Regions from separate parts of the Hordeum vulgare genome. Here region 1 is linked to region 2. A link is a contact called in public Hi-C data. All regions are on one chromosome and are shown on one strand. Each heading gives the region's core, a stretch centred on a gene start, on an enhancer-like site or on the middle of the called end of the contact. The rest is flanking DNA. Distances are from core to core; before and after follow the strand shown. Region 1 has its middle 140 kb from the start of LOC123445255. Region 2 has its middle 100 kb from the start of LOC123445254.

The links. Hi-C and Micro-C count contacts between places; a contact is called where the count stands out from the background.
Region 1: a contact with region 2 is called in a Hi-C map of leaf, with 4 times the contacts expected there. The contact joins two enhancer-like sites. A contact is called at or near these places in 4 of 6 Hi-C or Micro-C datasets (leaf and seedling).

What each region holds. Positions count from the first base shown.
Region 1 is chr3H:576,074,997-576,078,578 of MorexV3_pseudomolecules_assembly, forward strand. No RefSeq gene overlaps it. Among protein-coding and RNA genes, the nearest start is that of LOC123445255, 140 kb to the right of the region's middle. Within about 2 kb of position 2,270, at least 3 of the 3 cell types and tissues checked have open chromatin away from gene starts, as enhancers often do. A contact at or near this core is called in leaf and seedling, where this site is marked.
Region 2 is chr3H:575,908,496-575,911,733 of MorexV3_pseudomolecules_assembly, forward strand. No RefSeq gene overlaps it. Among protein-coding and RNA genes, the nearest start is that of LOC123445254, 100 kb to the left of the region's middle. Within about 2 kb of position 1,411, at least 3 of the 3 cell types and tissues checked have open chromatin away from gene starts, as enhancers often do. A contact at or near this core is called in leaf and seedling, where this site is marked.

The sequences.
Region 1 (3,582 bases), core at 1,020-3,519, 170 kb after region 2:
ACGTGGCGCGTTTCGAGGAGAATACCCGCTCAAAGTATCTTTACATCTCCATCACTTGGACATCAAGACACATACTTAATCCAACCTCTCTCCTGACGTGTCCCTCAATGCTAGCTAGCTAATCGAGCGGATTCCATTAACCCATGTATAGATGAACACTTTAAATCCGGACAACATCAAGCCAAAAGCAAGCGTTATCAAGCATAAACTGCGTGCCTTTAAATAGACAGATAAACATATGGATGTAGGTCCTGGACAATGATTTGTTTTCCCACTAAACTTGGTCTTGGAGCTGGTTAACTATCCTATGCATGTACCTATTTAGGTTTTCTTTGGATGCTAACCAGACATGCTGGATTTTATTTTGATAAGTTCATGTTGTATATTTTTGTAGGAACTGCTACCACATGCACTAGCTGGTCAGTACAATGCAAAATGGTCAAAGAACTAGGTAGCCATTGGTCTTGATGATTTCTTGGATCCAGTAGATGTCCTAAATGCAGATCAGATGAAGTGTAGCAGCATGGTATCCTCATGGATGCATGTGAAAGCAACATATACTAGTACTAGTATATTGTAACTTTAGCTTGATGATAAGTATTCTACTTCAAAGGGATCATAAAAAATGAGAGAACCCTAACTTTAAGTCTTTAACATCCGCCGCGTAAAGGTAACAAAGGGTGGGCTAATTAACTGATGATTATATTAGCAGGCACAAAAGACACACATTGGCTAAACCTAAGAGCATGTACAGCTGGACGTCTTAAATGACACTTCATACGTCCACAAACGTGCCCGGTCATTAATCGAACAGAAGAAAGTAGGAAAAAAATAACTCAACCAGACCCCTCGTATCATCCGGTTGTAGATGCTCTAAGCATCATGAAAAAGTGTGGGTGTGCTAATTGGTAATGACACCAGTGGCCAAAACATATATATATATATTAGCTAAACCTAAGCATCATGAAAAAGTGTGGGTGTGCTAATGGGTGATGACATTAGTGGCCAAAGACATATATTAGCCAAACCTAAGCATCATGAAAGGCAAAGCTCCGGGTTTTGTTATGCTAAAAGGCATGGGGTTTCCTTGCTTTAGCGTTGCTTCCTCCTCAAATTAGGCTCCATCACACCCAACCACTGGATGGCTAGGCCCTACAGCAAAGAAATTAAAGGCCACAAGCACCACTGCTTAGACTGAGGAGAAAAAATAGAATCGGAGTTTGGGATCAATGTAGCTAGCACAATAATGCCATAGATCATCACCAGGAGATCATACATTAATTTAGGTTAGAGGGAATAAAGCTCAAAACTTTCACGAATAGCAGCTCAAAGTTTAGACAACAAATGGAAAAATATGTCTAGGGGTGGAGTGGGTAGGAAAGTAGAATATGGTTTGCTTAAAATAAAGATTGTAATTGAGCAAAAGGCGAAAAGAACGTCGAGACCCTACATAGGAAAACCTCAAGTTTGTTTCTCCCACGCAAGTTCTTTTTGGAGACAAATCTTGATCTCTTCCCGCGAGATTAAAACGATCGCGGAAGAGTGAAATCTCAAATATTACTCTAACATGCGTCTTCTAGAACACATGCATGCACTTCGGTTTAATGGAGCCCAAAGTGCGCAATGATGCGAGTGCTAAGATCAATGGACATCACCATCAGTGGTAAAGCAGCGTTTATCCCCTGTGTCTGCCCCACAAAAGGGACTAAACCAAATACCCTAATGATCAAGTACATGAACATGAGAAACTAAATTATTCGATCCTCGCGAATAACAGGCGAGGCAAGGCGAAGAATTGACATCATTGGCTTGCTGATCTTAATCAAATTGCCTTGTAAGGAACGCAACAGTTAATCAAAGAAAGTACGGAAGCAAGGCAAGCAAGCAAACCGGCACGGATCAATGCTGGGCGCATTATATATATATATATATATATATATATATATATATATATATATATATATATATATATATATATATATATATATCGATCATATGGCATTGGTTCTTCTTCGTCCAATCCGTAGTATCCATCCGATCGATGGACATTGCCGGTGCCGAAAGAACACAGAAGGGTCCCTCATTTTTCTTCATCAAAGGAATAAACGTACAACATCTAGTACTACTCTCGGAGGCTTTTAGTCCGGGGCAGGAAGGATAAGCACTTGTCCGTCCCTGTCGTTGTGGAGGCCACAGGGGCGAGCACAGGGAACGGCGGCGCAGCAGGATGGGTGAATCCGACGTGGGGGCGAAGATGCCACGCGTCCAGAGGGGAGTGGGCTGTCCGTGGGGGATCCCACGTGGAGGCATCTACAACCGTCCAGGCGCGTCGCTGTCCTGGACCTGGACGGATGGTATTGGTGGATGGAGCTGAGCTGAGGTGAGGAGCAAGAGGGTTGGTGATGAGCTAATCATCGTCATCAACCAGACAATACAAAGCTACTCCATCTACATGCATGCATGCATGGAACCTTAAAGAAGGAAGCGGCCTTTGTTTGTTGGGAAAAGGTGGCGGATCAATGCATGCAATGCATTGCATGGGAGCAAGGGAACGATGATTAGTAAGCGGTCATGGTTTAACTCTAATACGTTTGAAGGAAAAGAAAATCAATGCGTGGCTTAGTTAACGGGTAATAAGTTTGGTTCGTACTCCAGTACGTACGAAAAAAAAACAGTGCTGCCAGTACAGTTTGTTCTCCAGGAAACGCAGCACAGGTGCAGCCGTGCAGGTGCGATCCACCCGTCCATTGGCGGCTTGGCTGAAGGGCAGTTAATCAATGGCAGGTGTGCATTGTAGTAGTACCAGTACAATCGCAGAGATGGCAGGCTTACCACTGTTACTCCGTCTCCGTCCCCAGAACCCCCACTTTGCGCTATCCAATGAGGGTTGGAACCTCGTCTGCGCCCCACATGCGTGCTGGGGGTTGCTGGTGATCTCCCCAGACGCCGGGCGAGACCGAGGTTTCTTTGCTTTTCTAGCGAGAGTAGCAGCAGACCGTGGCATGGTGGCAACAAAATCTTACCCATCGAGCGATGCTCGTAGTATCTACAGGACGGCACACGATCGCAATGGTCGAACCAACGAGTAGCCATGGCCCATAGCCACGCAAGCTCGACAATGGATCCTAGCATGGCTAGACGGATAAAAGGGGATTCATGCAACTAGATGGTGTCCCCTCACGAGGGCCGTACGTGCGGACGTCCAATGGCCGGGGGACAGCGCAAGCGCATAATCCGTCTACAGCTCATCGGCGATCGATAGATAGCTTTGCATGCATCATGTGTCTGTGTCACAGCACTGCCCGCAGGACCCAGCCACGCTTTCCCTCTTCCGTTGGCTCATCGGCCACGCGCGCTCACGAAAAGAGACGTTAGACCGCACTCCTTAAAACCGATCCCTCAAACGTTCACGAACGTGTCCGGACACGTTGTAGACACTCATCGACCGTCTTAAATAATGCAGCTACATGCAACGTAAGACTAATACTAAATGAAGCTTGTCCGGTTCCGTCGTACCATGTCCGATGACTGGTTGCACCCCTTATAATGTCGGTTAGGTCATCGACAAGGTATAATAGGACA
Region 2 (3,238 bases), core at 161-2,660:
TGTGGCTCTTGGCGCTAGTCCTTAGGGGCAAATGCATGAAGACTTCCTAGCTATCATCGACAAGGTCGAGCCGGCTTCGCTAGTGAAGCGACCACATCGGCGCAGTCGCGGCTTGTTCTGCAAGTAGTAGTGGTTGTTCGATGATTTCAGAATCTTGATGGATTTATGTTTACGTTTGAGATGCTCTATGCTGAAGATTAATCTTTATTACAGATCTGACCCTTCTCGCCAAATTAAACATAGAAAGCCTTGAGTTAATTTATTTCTCCTATTTTATGTTGTTCTTGCAGAAAATGTTTGATATCTTAACGGAAATAAATATGCACAGAAGATGCAACCTCTAATATTACTCTAACAAGCTACAAGCGAGGCCGGGGGGTATATCCTCCTTTTCTAAAAAAAGAACGCATGCATCAATTCCGGTTTAATGAGGTCCAAAGTGCACAACGATGGGGATGCTAAGATCAATGGACATCACCATCGGTGGTAAAGCAGCGGGCATCCCCTATGTCTACCCACAGAAGGGATTAAACCAAGTCCATGTTTGAATTAGCGTTTTCATTTCATTTATGTTCTGTTTGAATCACCGTTTCTCTTGTAAATACACTTGTAGACAATACAGACCTGCCTCCGCCGTTTCACTTCCGACAGGAATTTGCACAGCAGCCAGTAAATTACAGGTGTAAGTTATACACCTCTGTATTGGAATATGTCGTCCATTCCAAGCAGGGCCTTACACTGTTAAATTTATAGACCGTCGTTTCGATTTTCTGCTGAAAATAACCCTTCGTCTGTAAGATACAGTTGTAAAAAAATACACTCGTATTTAATTACACCGTTTCCAAACGCGACCTAAATACTATGACAACGTACATAAACACGCGAAAGTAAGTTATTCGATCCTCATGAATGACACGCCCGACGAACAATTCACATAATTGGCTGCCGATCTTAATCAGATGCCTTGCAAGGAACGCAGCAGTTAATCAATGTAAGTACGGAAGCTAGCAAGCAAACCGGCATGGATTGATGCCGGGCGCATTATTTATCAACAGCTATAGGGCTCTTCCTTCTTGTTCCAATCCTTATTAACCATCTGTTCGATGCACACTCCGTGCGTAGTACGAAAAGAACACAAAAGGGTCCATCGTTTTTCAAAAGCATGAATGAAAGCAACTGGAGCATCACCTAGACGTACCTCGTCCAGTGCCGGAGGCTTTTAGATCCGGCCTCGGGGGTAGGATAAGCATGGCTCCGTCCCTGTCGTTGTGGAGGCCACACAGGCGAGCACAGGGAATGGCGGCGCACCAAGATGGGTGGATCCGACGTGGGGGCTGAGGCTCCACGTGTCCGGAGGGGGAGTGGGCCATGGAGGGGGTTCGTGGGGGATCCCACGTGGAGGCATCTGCAACCGTCCACGGGTGTCGCTGTCCTGGACCGGGACGGATGGTGGATGGATGGAGCCGAGCTGAGGAGGAAGAGAGGGTTGGTGATGAGCTGATCATGATCGTCAATCGGAGAATACAAAGCTCATGGATCGGTCGAGTGAGTCACGGATCACCTACATCTACATGCATGCATGCATGCATGGAACCTTAAAAAAGGAAGCCGCCTTTGTTTCTTGGGAAAAGGTAGCGGATCGATGCATGGAATGCATGGGAGCAACGGGATGGTTAGTAAGCAGTCATGGTTTAATCCAGGTTGTAATATGCCCTACTGTACATTAAGAGATGGGGATAGAAACCTGGAAAAATCAAGCGGCTTGTAAACAGTGCTGCTAGTACTACAGTTTGTCCTCGAGGAAACACAGGGCATGTGTGATCCACCCATCCATTGGCTTCTTAGCTGAAGAGTAGTTAATCAATGGCTAGTGTGCATGGTACTACAAAATCGCAGAAATGGCACGCGTTCATAGTGCAAGTAACTTAGCTAGCAAGATAGCGTATTTTAAGATAAATTTATTTATGTGTCATCAGGGCCGGGCCTGGGGCGAAACTATTATTGGGGGCCCTCTGTGGTCCTTAGTATAAATGTCTAGGTACGATTCATTATATGTAGATATCTTTTGTATCAAAAAGAAAAACTATTCAGTGTGTACCAAATAATGTATTACATATACCTTCACAATTTTCTCCTAATATGTCAAACTGCAAAATCATTGATGATAGTATCAATATCAATTTCATGAAGCATTTTTTTTTCTCAATGCATAATGTTACCAAGCTTTGGTAACTCTTTGTCAATTTGTTTCATGCTTTCTCACTTCATTCCAAGAGTTCATGTTGGTAATATGGTTTTCTTTCTGAGATATATTCAATAATGTCTAGAGCAATGCCCTCGCAACCTTGCTAGTTAGATTAATTACAGGAAATCTTGATATAATATCATGAGAAAATCTGCTAGGGCGTAGTACAATACCTTCTCTCTGTAGTCTAACCTGGCAATATGTGCGCAATGATTTGATCACCCCGACAACAATTCCCTATTTATATCTTTGATCGATATAGAATTCAGAAATCGGGATTAGAAAAAAAAAATAAGAAGAAGAACACGGGAGGGGGGAAGGCGTGCGCGAGGAGACGTGCCTGCTGCAGCCATCGCGTCGTTCGTCAGGAGGCAGAGTTGAAATCTTAAAGGCGATTAGTTGAAGATCGGTCAATGAAACATGAAAAAGGGCAGGGAATGAGGCCACCGAACGATCCGACGAAAAAGGAAATCGTCCGTGAGTCCAGCGATTCCTTCAATCGAATCCAACGATTCCTTTCCTCTGCTGCATGTACGTGTAAATATGGGTCAGGCTCACCATCTCTCCTATTCTTTCCTAGGCCTAGCAGCAGAGTCGCGAGAGGCTGATGCATCTTTGAGTTTGGCTTCATTTTTTTCGCTCGAAGTATATACTTGTGTTGCACTCTACGTACACATACTGGAGGGGGCCCTTAATTTTTGGGGGCCCGGGGCGGCCGCCCCGTTCGCCCCCCCTCAGGGCCGGCCCTGTGTGTCATGTAGGTAATGAAGAGAGATGTGTTTAAAGTAACATAATATGTTATTGTAACATAACGCTTTTGGAGGTAAAGATGAGTCTAAACATTAATAAATAAAGTCTTCTATGATATTATCATTAAGTTACTTTACACTACGAAAGTGATAACTTAAACTAATGTCATGTGCATGACACTAGTCTAAGTTAATCTCCACTATCGGAGAACCCCCACTTTGTGTTATCCAATGAGAGTTGGAA